4 separate regions of the Mus musculus genome follow, and all the other regions are linked to region 1. The links are chromatin contacts, called in public Hi-C, HiChIP or PLAC-seq and promoter capture Hi-C maps. All regions are on one chromosome and are shown on one strand. The core of a region is the stretch at or near the end of the contact, and the rest is flanking DNA. Distances in the headings are between cores, read along the strand shown.

Region 1 (3,280 bases), core at 398-2,897:
AGGGAGTAATGGGCTCCTGCCTGCGCTGCACCGCGTGGAGGAGCAGTACCTACCACTTGCCAGCTATATGGGGGACTGAACGAGGGAGCACATGGCATACTTTAACGCTCTATAAACACTACTATTCTTTCCAACACAGGCAGGACCTAGAGCATGCATTATGTTCAGGACAGATCTGGGCAGAACCCTGTACAAGACTGGGGGGAAAAAAAAATCACAAACTGTCCATCTTTTAATAGGTCAGTAAATAGGCTGCCGTGACAGTCTTAGTTTGATATATCAATCACAAGGAGCCTTCTAGAAGGGAAGAGAGTCAGTTTCAGAATGTCTAATGGTTGTTAAACAGATCCTGCTGAGATACGTGAGAACAAGAATGCTTACCTGGACTGCATTCTAATAAAGCTCTTCCACTAATTACCAGTGACCCGCCAACTCACTTCCAGTTAACTAGCCCGAAATCTCCATATTTTTAAGCTTGCTCATCAACCCTGCCGTTGGAAGGCTTAGTGGTCTAACCTATGTCTATTGGCATGTTTTTAACTTCTCTTCCCTAATGACTCCTGTCCTGTCAGTCTCAGAAAATCCACAAACATTACGAGCTGAGAATAAAGACACTGATTCATATGAACACTTTCATCTAGACAAGTCACAAACCTGTCATCCAGGACAGTGCAGGCAGTCTTGCCTCGACTGGTTCCACAATACTCCTCTCCTAAGTATACTTCCATGTTTCTTGCTGAACTCAGAACGCCAACCGAAAGGATTTCTTCACCCCCATTAGGGCCACAGTTCAGGTAAATGAAGCAGGGGTTTTCATCTCGGGGGCTCAGGCTGCTTTTCAGACTAACCGGATCCTGGCTGAGAAGAAAATTGAAAAAAAAAAATCACAGAGATAAGTTTTCCGAGTAGAAGCATAACCCATTAATCCTTTCAAACTCACCTCTACTTGCCATGAGAACCAAGAACCTTCCCCATCACCCACAGATACTTCTCACAGAATTAATAAGGAACAGAGGTTTGAGGCGTCAGGGCATTCATTCCCGTCCACTTTTCCTAGACCGTGGACAGCCTATTCAACTATCTAATTCATTCGCAGTCAATTAAAAGCGTTTACTGAATGTTAAAACAACCATGTGTCTTTTTCCAAGACGCCGTGGTTCTTGTTCCCCCCAAATAGAAGACTGGGGGCGTTCGCGGGTGGGGGGCGAGGAGGATTGTAACAGGAGGGCATCTTGAACACGAGTTTCCCGGCCTCTCCGGCCCAGCGCGCACCCTTTGCCCGCAGCCTCGCCCACCTCCAGGCACCACCGCTCTCCCCCATGCCGTCCCCGCGGCCTCGCTCGGCTCCCTCGCCCGTCTCGGCTCCCGTCCTCCTCCCGGCTCCTCAGCAGCGTGACTGTCACCCGACCCCGGCCCTGGCCCGGCGCACCTCGGAGCTGGCGGCTCCAGTAGCTGCTCGAAGTCCAAGTCTTGGGCACGTGGCCCAGTCCGGGTAAGAAAAAGGCTTTGGGTCAGCGCCCCGCACGCCGCATCCCAGGACGAGGTCAGCGTCGGGCCGCGGTCCAGTCCCGCGTCTTCGATCGCGGTCTCCATTCTGTCTCCTCCAACCCAGGCGGCGTCGGAACCTCTCTCGCAGAGCTTGCGTTTCCTTCAGTGCCCAGGGGAGGTGAAGGTTCAGCACAACTTCCGGTTCTTCCCCCGACCCCACCCCATCCCACTCCAACCCTTCCCATCCCGGGACCCAACCACCACACGTGCGCATGCGTGTTCGTCTCCCTTCCAGAAGTTGGTTTAAAATCTCCGCGGAAAAGAGCCAGGGGTTGGCTCGTGCGCGGAATTCCTCCGCTCCTGGGGCAGGTGCCGCGCGCATGCGCAGTGCTCTGCGCGCGGGAACCCAGGGGTTTATTTCCACGTTGGCAAAGCAGCGACGCTTTAGGGTGGGAGGTGGGGTGGCGCCTGGGCGGTGTCGGCACCCTGAGGGTGGTACCAAAGCAGATAGGTGCGGTCTCCTTGGCTCAAGCAGCCTGTAAAGCCAGCTCCCAATCCGAGGTCCTCGGAAGAGGACTCCGGGGACCCTTCCTGCGCCAGCCCGTGGAGTGAAGGCCATGCAGGCTGCTTTTGAAGCAGTGCGACCACGGCTGATCGCGTTGTTTCACTGCTCAGGTCACCTCCGTGGGCTGTAGAGTGGAGCGCGGCGCTTAGCATTGCAGAATAATGCTGAGTGGCCGAAGGCACTAAACACTGAACCCACTAAGACCCGGCTTCCGAGCCTCAGGAACCCGGTGGAGCGTGCTTGCACGTCCTAAATGACAGAATTCTCAAGGTTAAAAATGTCCAAGAGGCTCAAAGCTGCGACTTAAGGTTTCTCACTCATAACCTTGACAAAAACTGGCAATGGGCCTTGGTCCCTTCAGAAGTACATTGTACGGTCAAACTTTCTGTGGTGACAAGTGGGACTTGAAACTTTATACTCATTGGAAAGAAAGCTAGGTATCGGCTGTCGTTCCACCCCATACCCACCCCCATTATCTTCCTGAAGTGGGTTGTGTAGATAATTTAAACATCTATTGAGGCGAGGGGAGAAATTTGTTTACAGAAATGTGGAGTACCTGAATTTTAAAGTTGTGCTTGAGGCCTTATATATAATTTCTGGGGAAGTTTTGTTCAGCCATAACCTAGTTTTGTCCCAGAACTTTTTGTTCATCGCTCAGAAAAAACGTTTTGCTTTAATTTTCATTTTAGTCTGTATGTGTACCCCTGTTCAAAAAACGTGTTTATGTCATCAAGAAAAAGATGATTGAATTCTATAGACAGTCACCAGAGTGTATGTATAATGTGTTCATCAAGTTTGAAAGAGAAATCAGAGATTCAGTATAAACAAAATCTAGAAACAGTAACCTTTAATTCTAAAAGGCTCAATTTATATTTTTAAAAGAAATTCCCCACATTCTAAGTGGTCATCATTCTTGTTCTGTTTAGTATGGGGAGCCCCCTCAGAGTGCACAACCAATTGAAAGTCTTTATTCTAGGTATAGCCCCTGAGTGTCCAGAACATGGGATTTTAAGAGACCTTAAAGCGAAGGCATCTCCCTTGGCTGCTGCATCAGAGCACTACGGAGTAAGCAGTTTTAACAGAAGCTAAGATGAGCTGTTAGCCAGCCACCAAGGAGGGTTCTGAACAAATGAGCAACTTAGAAGAACAGTTAGCTGGAGGAGGTTCCGCACAAACAAGCAGTTTCAACAAAGGCTAAGATACGTTATCTTGGCCATTCTGACCTTT
Region 2 (3,280 bases), core at 306-2,805, 1.2 Mb after region 1:
GACTTTATCAAACCGGGAAGAGCAAAGTCGGCTGTGCATTATGATAGGGAATGTCAAGTGCGTTTACTAGTGCATCTCTCTAGTCCCTAGGAGCCTATGTTGCTGTGCAACTCCTAGCAATTAAAAAAGAAGTTATTAAACCCCCATCCCCCCAAAAAAGAGAAATTCCCCCTTTCCCATCTTCTCTCTCCAGTAGTGTTAATAGAGTTTCAGATTTGTCCGGGGCCTGATCGATAGATGTCATCTATTAAAGGTAAGTTTTAATCGAACAATATTAGGATCAGACAGGGAAAGGGGGTTTGAAGTCAGTACCTGCAAGCTGCGGGCAGGAGATATGCAGGCGCCAGTAATAGAATATCGATCAAGGAGTTAGGGGGAGGGGAGCGCGGCCCCACAGAGAGACCATCCAAACAATTAATCCAGGCCCGCGGCCGGGACCCAAGCCAGGCCACCAGAGGCTTCCGGGGGCCCCAGACAATCACCTCCAAACTTAGGAAGGAGGAGGAGGGGCTGTGCTATATACAGCCCTCCCTGGGACCTGAATCCCTAGACCTTCAGCGTCTCCCCAGATAATCAATCCCATGCTCATGTCCCACTAAGCATGAATCCTGCTATCTTAAGTTCTTCCAGCCACAAACTTTCCGGAACCCTTTCTTTTGTGTCCACCAACTTCAGGGATAAGGGGGAAAGGTCTAGAAGAGAACACCAAAAGCTATTGGGGGTGGGGGCGTCCCCTGTTGAGTCCGGGAAAGAGCATGGGCTCTAAAGATGTTTCCGAGTGGTTGAAAAAAAAGCACCTAATCCGGGGAAGGCCCGAGCCTCGGTTGCCCCATACATAAAATGGGAGTGGTGTTAATGACACTACATAGTTGGAAGGTATTTTCATAACCTTTATCCCAAGCTCCTCGCCCAGGTTCTAGCACGTGGAGAGCACAATACACTTCCATTAGATCAGTGAGCCTGAGCTGTAGTTTATGTGAGCCAGTCAGAGTTGTGGCGCTCATTCACTGAGCAGGTGTTCAGGAAAAAAGCACACACTGGTCCTGGCAATCTCAGCCACGTCCCTACCTCTGTCCTCTTCCAAGTAGGGATGGCTCGCTTCGCACCTGCGCGGGATCACCTTTTCTAGTTCCCAGGCTACCAATAAACCTTGACTACTACACACACACACACACACACACACACACACACACACACACCACTTAGGCTTAAAACCGCCTCACATTCTTACCAGGGGTCTCCTGTGACCCGATTGGATTCCCCGAACAAGCATCTTGCCCTGCTTCCACCTCTTCTAAACTTTTCTTGGCTTCCAGGGCAGCGAGACGCACCGGCGGGAGGGCAGCTCGCGTGAATTTTTGCGGATCCAAGATGTCCAAGACAGAGAAGGAGATCTTGTGGTGAGAGGGGGCCGCCTTGGCCCCGACGTCCTGCCATGCCAACATGCCCGCCTCCCGCGGGCCCGAGGCCAGCCGTACTGGGGTCGGGGCTGGATGCGCTCAGCCGCTGTCTTCTGCAGTGGTTTGGCCACAGCTCTCCAGCCGCGAACTGGAATTTCCCCGCCAAGTGAAGCTGTAGAGGGGGGCAAGGAGGCGGGGCGGGAGGAGAGAAGCGGGGAAGGGGGCGGGGGGGGGGGCTGCTTGAGGATTGGCACTTGAGCTGGCCAGACCCCTTCCACGTGCAGTGAGCGCTTGCAGCCTCCACGAGACTATCCTGGGCAGCCGGAGGGGGGAGGGAGCGCTGACTAGAGGGACCCTCGCGCGCCAATGCGCGCTCCCGGTTCGCCGGGTCACCGTGGCATGCTGTGTGAAAATCTTTCCATGCTGCGGAGACTCGTGAAGGGCGTGAGGGAGGATTCCATCTCCGCTACCTCATCTGCACACACATTCACCTGACTGAAGTTTACTTATTTCTCTTGGGGCACTTGCCATCTTCCTTTGACCTGGCGATGCCACAGAGGCCAGACCTGATTGCTTCGCCATGATGCACGGTGCATCTCAAGCCCCATCCCTGAACCACAGTAAAGGCTTCGGGCACATTTACGTAAAAATTTTAAAGCCTCTGTGCATTTACAGTTTATAAAGCCCTGGGGCTTTCTCACTCTCTTTTGATTTTCTAGGCATTCCCCCCTGTGAGGTGGGTGTGGCCTGGGAACCACAGTCTGTGGTTTCAAACAGAAGGAAAATGAGGTTCAAAGATGAGCGGTGGCGCTACAGATGACAAGAGTCTGGACTGGGCCAAGGTTTTTCAGGTCATCCTGATGGCTTAGGATATGTGTGTGTGTGCGGGGGGGGGGGGGGAACCTTCTTGGAGGGGAGTTTTTTCTTTCCACTCGGAAGACCAGCAGGGCCTGGTCAAAAGGGGTCTATGGAAATACGCCTGCCCAGAGAGCTGAAGGCTTAGGGCTAGGTGGCTTGGCTAAAGGTGAGTATCCCTCCTCGGATACCATTTTCATTGCCTGTCAGGACTTCTCAGTCACAGATTCTATCATTAACATCAGAAATTGACTCTCTGGGTTCCTTTCCCAGCGTGAAGAAGGAAAAGGTTAAAAGATGCCTAGTGGTTTGAATTTAAGACCAGAGATGAGAGCCGATTAAAATGGCCCCATCTGCCCCCCAAGTCTCCAGGGAGGACAGCCGGCATTAGCAGTGAGGGAAAGTCTGCATAGCCACACCCACGGTGATATTCCTTTTTTTTTTTTTAAGGCATTCATTTCAGCGACAAATTCTGAAGCATTAGCCCCTCTGCACAGAACCGCCTTGGAACCCCCCCCCCCCCCCGCCACTTCTTTCTTCTTTGCCCCATGTGGTTCCCAGACAATGTCTTGACAATTAATATTGTCTAAGCAGGTAAGAAGTAGGAAGAGGAGGGGACTCCTCACTAAAGTGCTGGGAGCTGCTCATCCAATCTGTTATTAAAGAGGTGTCCTTGGGGGCTTGCTCCTTGTAGCTTTTCTCATTCAAACCTTTCAGCCCCTCCCAGGGGTGGCCACCATATTCCCTGCCGACTTTAAAGCCTTGCCGAAATTCAAGCCAGCTCCAGACCTAAAGTAAAGACGGAATGAGCTTTTAAAGCTAAGGGAAGGAAGTGCCCAGACCAAGCCCACCAGAACCCCCAACCCCCGACCCCCACCCTTGCCAAGGGAATGCGCGCTTTGTGAAACTCAGGGAAAAGACAACCCAGAGGTCAGGCCAAGGGACAATGCGTGCAAATCAGAGATTCTTCAGTAATGCGCATACTGTGTCTTCTGTTTGGATAACCGTTTCTCACCTAGTTCCCA
Region 3 (3,280 bases), core at 582-3,081, 1.2 Mb after region 1:
AGCGTGAGCGAAGGAAAGTGGGCCTAATTCGCCTGCTTTCATAAAGAATAGACAAGAGTGAGCTGGCCTGAGGTCAGCCTAGCTCAAAACAAAACTGAAGCTGGCCTCGATATTCATAGTCATCAAGGCACCCGGGCAGGCTCCTTACCACAGCTGTGTGCCCTCATGCTCACAAGTTCTGTCTGGGCCTGTACACTCCAAAAGAACAAACCTGGGGCACACAGACAGGGCTGCCACAGTGTTCTCTAGGAAAAACTTGGGAGTTTATGCACTGTGTGCATACACATCTTGAAGTCAGTTCCATTGTGTTACTATAAAATACAAGGCTTAGAACCCAGGAACCATAAATTAGTAGTTAAGGCAAACCAGATTAGGGGCTGTTATATTAGTAACCCCTCACCTACCACCTGCTAGCCTGGGGGGATCCTACCGTGATCAGCAGGTTTCCAAGTGTGATGTCGCCAGTTTATATGACGAGCTGTCATCTAGGACAAGCTGTCATCTAGGACAAACTGTCAGTGCTTAGGCTGAACCACTTTAACCCAAGTTCTGCTCTTAGGGTTCAGATAATGACACTGTAAAACTACAGCGTTTAGGGCATGCTACTCTGCAAAAAACCTGGGTTCAGTTCCCAGCACACACAGAGGGCAACTCACAATCTCCTGTTACTCCAGGAAGACCCAACACCCTCTATTTGCCTCCTGAAGTACCGACACGCATGTGGTGCATAAACATACGCTCAGGCATACGCACATATACATATAAAATAAAAATAACTTTTCTTAGGATAAGCATGGCTGGTGTCCACCCAAGCACAGGGAGGGTGAAAACCCCTTACCTGCATTAAGAGCAGACCATAAAAAGGTGTCCACATCCCCATGAGAGGAGTCTCAGAGCTCCTCTCATGAAAGACACCAGAAGAGCATGACACAGCTACATGGACTTCCATTGCAGGCTCTCTATCTGTCATGGTCTGGAAACTCCTGCATGCAACTGTGCACACACATGTGCATACAGAGGCATGTGTGCGTGCACGCACACATACACACACACACACACACACACACACACACTTGTGATCTCTTTTATACACCTGCTCTCTTAATCTTGCTTGGTTTCTTCTGGGAAACCCTTTTCCCCTTATGTTGCCCTCCACCTAAGGTCTTATCCTTACCCACCCTGATGCAACTTATAAAGACCAGATGTTTCATGAACATTTAAAAGGAACAGGTTGAGCCAGGTGTGGTGGCGCACGCCTTTAATCCCAGCACTTGAGAGGCAGAGGCAGGTGGATTTCTGAGTTCGAGGCCAGCCTGGTCTACATAGTGAGTTCCAGGACAGCCAGGACTACACAGAGAAACCCTGTCTCGAAAAAAACAAAAAAAAAAAAAAAAAGAAAAAAAAAAGAAAAGAAAAGAAAAGAAAAGAAAAGAAAAAAGAAAAAAAGGAACAGGTTGATGCAAAGGGGTGAGCATCCTTTGCAAGTTAATAAAAATAAAGGTTGAGGTAGGAAGCTAATAAAGCTCTGAAGCAAGCTACTCTACACTCATGGAACCATGGAAGAAGTCCTAGCATGACTTGAGTTTTTCCTCACAGGAGTAAGTTGCTATTGTGTATTTATTATTCACCACAATGGCTCCCACTGGCATTTTAAAGAATCTCTTCCCCAAACTAGAAATGAATTGAAATGCTTTTACATACACGAGGGGCATCTCAGCCATGCTCCGGAAACAAAGGGGTGGTAGTGCCAACCTCCAGCCCCAGGGACACCTAGAATGCCCTTGCCTCCTCAGAGCCTAGTCCTGCCTGCCCTGGGCATTACTGCTACCTATTTAAGTGAGTCAGGCAAATATCCTTTCCAAAACCTTGCTTTCCCCATCTGTAATTGGAGGTAACCGCACCTGTGACAAACATTAACATATTTGGAACAGTGCCTAGCACAGACTGCTTGATAAAAGCAGTTTCTCTGAACCAGTGCCAATCCTCGGGGCCAGCCAAGCAGAACTTCATAAACATTTTTTCCAATAAATATGCCTACTAAAAAGCCCCATAAGGTCTGTGAGCCTCCCTCCCCAGTGGCCCATTAATGGCAGCTCAGAGCCTGGCATGACTGAATGGATGACACCTTGAATTTTATACTTAAACACCCACCCACGAAAGGTTTAACTCTTACAATCCCCTGTGGATATATGCTATCCTGACACCGAGGTCCCAGCTCCAGAGATTGCAATGTAACAGAGAGATGGGATGAGAGGTCCGGTGACTGTATCAAGGACCAAGAAGTTGGTATTCCTGTAGGAAGTGTGTGCCCACACATTGGGGATGCTCCAAGGCCCTTGACACCAATGCTGGTTTCATCTGGCGCATTATTTTAGGAAAACCAGAGGTCCTCATCCAACCTCAATGTTGTCATGTAAGCCATGACTGATTTTGATGAGATACTCTGGGAGGTGAGAATCCAAAACAAACGTCCACAGAGTGAAGGGAATGGTGTGTAAGTAGATGCCCCTACCTTCTAGGTGGACATTTCTTCTCTACTTGCGGTGACGGAAATGAAAATTGACCCCCACAGACTCAGGCATTTGACACTAGGTCCCCAGTTGGTAGTACTGCTCGGAGAGGTTATAGGGAGGTACAACCTTGCTGGGGGAAGTATGTTGTTGGGGACAGGATTTGAGAACCTCAGCTCACTTCATTTTACTCCCTGCTTCATGCTCCAAGTTAAAGAGACAGTGGCACATATCCTTAATCCCAGCACTCAGGAGGCAGAGGCAGGAATTCAAGGCCAGCCTGGTCTACAGCATGAGTTCCAGACCCTGTCTCATGAAACAACAACAACATGTGCTCTCTCAGCCCCTTGTTCTGGCTCTGCTGCTAGTCCTTCCTAACAATGGCTCTGCGTTCTTTGGAAATGTAAGCCAAAGTAAACTTTCTTAGTTCTTGATCATGTTTTGTTTTGTTTTGCTTTTTTATCATGGCTACAGGTAGCTAGTTAGTCCTCAGTGAGAAGGTAGAGAGGTAATGGAGTCACTAGGACTATCCACTAGAGCTAACTGGATGTCAGCAGGCTTGAGAGTTATGGGGGGGTGGACCCTTCCATAGTCGGCAGCTTGTAAGACGGGAAGGTGAAGGATTCTGCAGGATTCTGCTTAAAGCTCGAAAGATCTGAGTCATATCTATCTGTAAGTGGCAACCTAACATTCTAAACTACCAAGAAGGCCATAAGACTTCTGTGTGGCCAGAGGCTTTCTGGTAAGGAACAGGACATACTGCTGTCCAC
Region 4 (3,280 bases), core at 451-2,950, 1.1 Mb after region 1:
GTTGACATATTTAGACACCTCCTACGTCCCTGAACCCACTCTACCTCATTCACCAAGCTTACCCCAGGATCTAAGAAGTTCTTAGTCTAACACGCTTGATAACATTAGCAACGCTGGTGGTACCTTGGCTTGGGATCATGACTGGCTCCAAATGGCCCTGTATCAAAGGGCTTTGAAGAACCCACCTTGCTCCTGACACACCTTGCTCCTGACAGACACAGGGGCATGCCAGAGCCTCACTCCTACCTGCCCTGAACCACTTTCCAACAGGAAAAGCTTTGAAACTAGCGTTTAAACACCAGCCATCAGAGGCCCATCAGCTGTGGACCTCAACCCCAAGGAAACATGGCGGAACAATGGCAGAACCAAGCTACCCTTGGCTCCTCAAGGGTCCCTCCCTGCCCAGATACACCCTCCCTAAGCCCCACCCTACAAGATGATCCTGGGTCACAGCACAGCAGGCAGTTCCAAATCACTCTTGTAGCCTGTACCCCCAATTCTCTAATGCCAGATCTACAGCCCTGGGGTCTCATAGCCAGAGGAACTAAACCCTGACAGGAGGAGGCTACTGTGGGGAGGGAATCTAATCACTTAGGAGCACCAAAACATAATAGGGAACAGGGCCTTCATGCCCTCTGCTAATGTCAGAAGGTCTGGGAGTTTGTGGCCAGGCAGAGGCCTGAGATCCAGGACCCAGTAAGGCTAAGAAGAACCAGGCAAGAACCCCACTCAGCAGGAACTGCTATAAACTGTCAAAGGCAGCTCAGGGCTCTCTGGGGAGCAGTCAGCAGGGAACCTATCTGACTGAGTCCCTGTCTGGTTCCCCTCCATCCCTTCTCTCCAGATAGCATCCAATGAGAAGCTGGTCACATAGGGACATCTCTCATGCCCTTTCTTCCTCATTCTTGTGTCTAAGAGGCCATCAAGTCCCTTGGACCACTTGTCCCAGGAACTTTCCCTATAGACATTCAACTTCCACCAAAAGGTCCAGAGCAGCTGTTCTCTGAGTTATGGATCATATCTTGCAGGCCAGAAATCTAGACAAGGCAGAGCTGGACAGCTCATTGCTACCCCACAGTGTAGGGGCCCCAGTTGGTGGGACCCCAAAACTGGCATCTAGAGTCATCTAATCTGTTGCTGTCAGTGAGGGCCTTAGTGAATCCCCTGGGTATGAGTATAAGGCCTTCCTGCAGCCTGGCTCTGTCCAGCCTGCAGCCACATGGGCACAACTCTCTTTCTTTGAGTGTCAAAGTGGAGTGTCCTGATTGACCCAGGGCGTAGCCTCTGACAATTATTGCTTCTGCAGCAGTTTGTCCTGAAGGAGCTGGCCCAAATCCGAGGGGAGCAGACATCAACACTGCATCTTATTAGGAAGTGTCAAAGACTGTGTGGACATATTTCTGAGCCACCCATCAGCTCAGAGGTGCCTCAGAGGTGCCATGCAGCCTTTGCCCTCCTGACTGCTTCCTCGGGTCAGCTACTTGTCTCCCAGAAGACTTGGTCCTAGCCCAAAGGCTGGAAAAACAAACTCATGTCGATCTGTCTTCCTCCAGCCCTGTCCTTCCATGCCATCCATCACCAATAGGGAGGTTCAGAGCATCAGCAAATTAAGAAGCTCTGGAACCCACAGCCACTTACCAAAGCAGGACATAAGCTTTAACCACGGGAGGGGCAGCATTGGTTACTGTTCCTATAGCGCCCTCTGCCTCCGCCCCAGCCACATTACATACAAAATCCTCCATGCCCTCCTGCTCATGCCCTGTGTAGGCTAGTTTCCTAGCCTGAAGTACTCCTTCTTCTTTCAAAGGAACCCTAGAAAACTCATGTTCACCCTTCAAAACCCAGCTGCCATGTCACAGCCTCTGTGGTGCCAGCCTCCTATCCACGTATGAGCACAACACAGGTGTGGGTCTTAATCTTGGTGGTGTGATGGAATCTTGGTCACTGTCCTAGCTAACCCCATCCTGGCTCTCTTTGGCTCGGTTGCTTGCCTCCTTCACCTGTCCTTTCCAGTCACCTTGGATTCCAGGAGCAAAAGGACTCGTTGCAAAGCACATCTGTAGCAGGCAACTGAAACAACACCAAGCAATGGGGAACCTGCAAGACAGACTCCTCCCAAACAGGGGCAATTGTCAAAGCAGGCAAGGCTGGGCTGTGGAGCAGAAGGCATTATCTCATGACAAGTGGAGAGCCCCAACCTCAGCCCCAAGCAGTGACAGACTTCTCCAGGCCACCTTGAGACACCAGAACCAAGCAGATCCCACCGGCCAGAAATGCTTAATTCTTTGGACCTCTTGCCTGCCTGGCTCTACAAATATCCAAGGTTCATTGTTGGGCCCTACTTGGCCTCTGTTTGGGCCTTGAAGACAAACCTGAGCCTAGTTTGATTTTCGAGAACAGTCATTCACCTCCACTTGAAAATGACTCAACATGGCATAGATGAAATTGCCTCTGCCTAGCCACCACTAATGTCTAAAATTTTCATAGGCCCTGTGAAGTCACCCCATATCCTTCATCATCTCACACCTCCCCATACGTCATCTCACCCCATACCCCTATCCCCACCTCCTTGCCCTGCCTATATAAGCAAATTGCTGCCACATTAAATCGAGTCCCTGCTTCGACAAGATTCCCAGCCCGGTGTGGTTCCTCTTGGGACACCACTCACCATCCCATTCAGACCCAGAGAGACCGGCTCTCCTCGCAGCTATCTGCCAACAAAGAGCCCACAGTTCATGTCAGGGATCAGTTGACCCCTTTAATATTTGTCCCCATGTGGCCACACTGAGTAAGCCTCCTTCCTCCCTGTTTCTGGCTGTTGTGATCTCTGTAATTGGCATATTGCCATAGGTAGAAGAGTCAGCTATTGGGACCGCAGGAAGCAGGATTTTTGCTCTAAAATTTTGGTTGTAAAGGAGGGTTTATTTTTATACATGTGTATGGTTGTCTGAATGTATGTACATGCACTGCATGCATGCAGTGCCCACAGAGGCCAGGAGATGACACTGGGTCCCCTGGAACTGTAGTTACAGATGGTTGTAAGTCAACATATGGGTGCTGGGAACCAGATCCAGATCTTCTGATAAGCAATATGTTCTCTTAATTGCTGATCCATCTCTCCAGGCTCAGTTGGAAATATTTCACATATACTGGTGACAAGGTGCCAAAATGTAACAGTCTGACTCACAGCATAGGGACTGCCTTAGACATCAAAACTCTCAAATCTCCCGCAGAGGGTTCTATGTAGCTGAGGCTAAGAGGCAGTGCTATAGACCAGTGG

What was found. Promoter capture Hi-C pulls out the DNA fragments that hold promoters and counts their contacts. Hi-C and Micro-C count contacts between places; a contact is called where the count stands out from the background. HiChIP or PLAC-seq counts read pairs in DNA pulled down with a chosen protein or histone mark.
Region 2: a contact with region 1 is called in an H3K27ac HiChIP or PLAC-seq map of extraembryonic endoderm stem cells, with 7 times the contacts expected there. The contact joins the promoter of Nkx1-2 here to the promoter of 2310057M21Rik in region 1. A contact is called at or near these places in 5 of 39 promoter capture datasets (cranial neural crest, hematopoietic stem and progenitor cells, maxillary cranial neural crest and 2 more), 1 of 484 Hi-C or Micro-C datasets (B cells), 3 of 115 datasets of contacts at active chromatin or transcription factors (astrocytes, extraembryonic endoderm stem cells and large pre-B cells) and 2 of 9 other capture datasets (adipose tissue and embryonic stem cells).
Region 3: a promoter capture Hi-C map of pre-B cells shows a contact between it and region 1, with 7 times the contacts expected there. The contact joins the enhancer-like site here to the promoter of 2310057M21Rik in region 1. A contact is called at or near these places in 16 of 39 promoter capture datasets (the 3T3-L1 cell line, 3T3-L1-derived adipocytes, the C10 cell line and 11 more), 1 of 15 datasets of contacts at CTCF or cohesin (pro-B cells), 4 of 484 Hi-C or Micro-C datasets (the G1E-ER4 cell line, adipose-derived mesenchymal stem cells, pre-B cells and 1 more), 2 of 115 datasets of contacts at active chromatin or transcription factors (astrocytes and stem cell-derived neural progenitor cells) and 2 of 9 other capture datasets (adipose tissue and liver).
Region 4: a contact with region 1 is called in a Hi-C map of B cells, with 6 read pairs. The contact joins the enhancer-like site here to the promoter of 2310057M21Rik in region 1. A contact is called at or near these places in 4 of 39 promoter capture datasets (the C10 cell line, hippocampal neurons, liver and 1 more), 1 of 484 Hi-C or Micro-C datasets (B cells), 2 of 115 datasets of contacts at active chromatin or transcription factors (embryonic stem cells and large pre-B cells) and 2 of 9 other capture datasets (adipose tissue and liver).

The regions. Positions count from the first base shown.
Region 1 is chr7:131,361,079-131,364,358 of GRCm38.p6, forward strand. It overlaps 2310057M21Rik (RIKEN cDNA 2310057M21 gene), which reads right to left and starts at 1,648. Exons shown (of 6, transcript NM_026655.4): 1 at 1,430-1,648; 2 at 655-858. The coding sequence starts at 1,593.
Region 2 is chr7:132,598,082-132,601,361 of GRCm38.p6, forward strand. Nkx1-2 (NK1 homeobox 2) reads right to left here and starts at 1,556. Exons shown (of 2, transcript NM_009123.2): 1 at 1,232-1,556. The coding sequence starts at 1,445.
Region 3 is chr7:132,552,345-132,555,624 of GRCm38.p6, forward strand. No RefSeq gene overlaps it. Among named protein-coding and RNA genes, the nearest start is that of Gm35249, 16 kb to the left of the region's middle. Within about 2 kb of position 1,832, at least 5 of the 459 cell types and tissues checked have an H3K27ac peak or open chromatin away from gene starts, as enhancers often do.
Region 4 is chr7:132,473,576-132,476,855 of GRCm38.p6, forward strand. No RefSeq gene overlaps it. Among named protein-coding and RNA genes, the nearest start is that of Gm35147, 9.4 kb to the left of the region's middle. Within about 2 kb of position 1,701, at least 51 of the 459 cell types and tissues checked have an H3K27ac peak or open chromatin away from gene starts, as enhancers often do. A contact at or near this core is called in B cells, where this site is marked.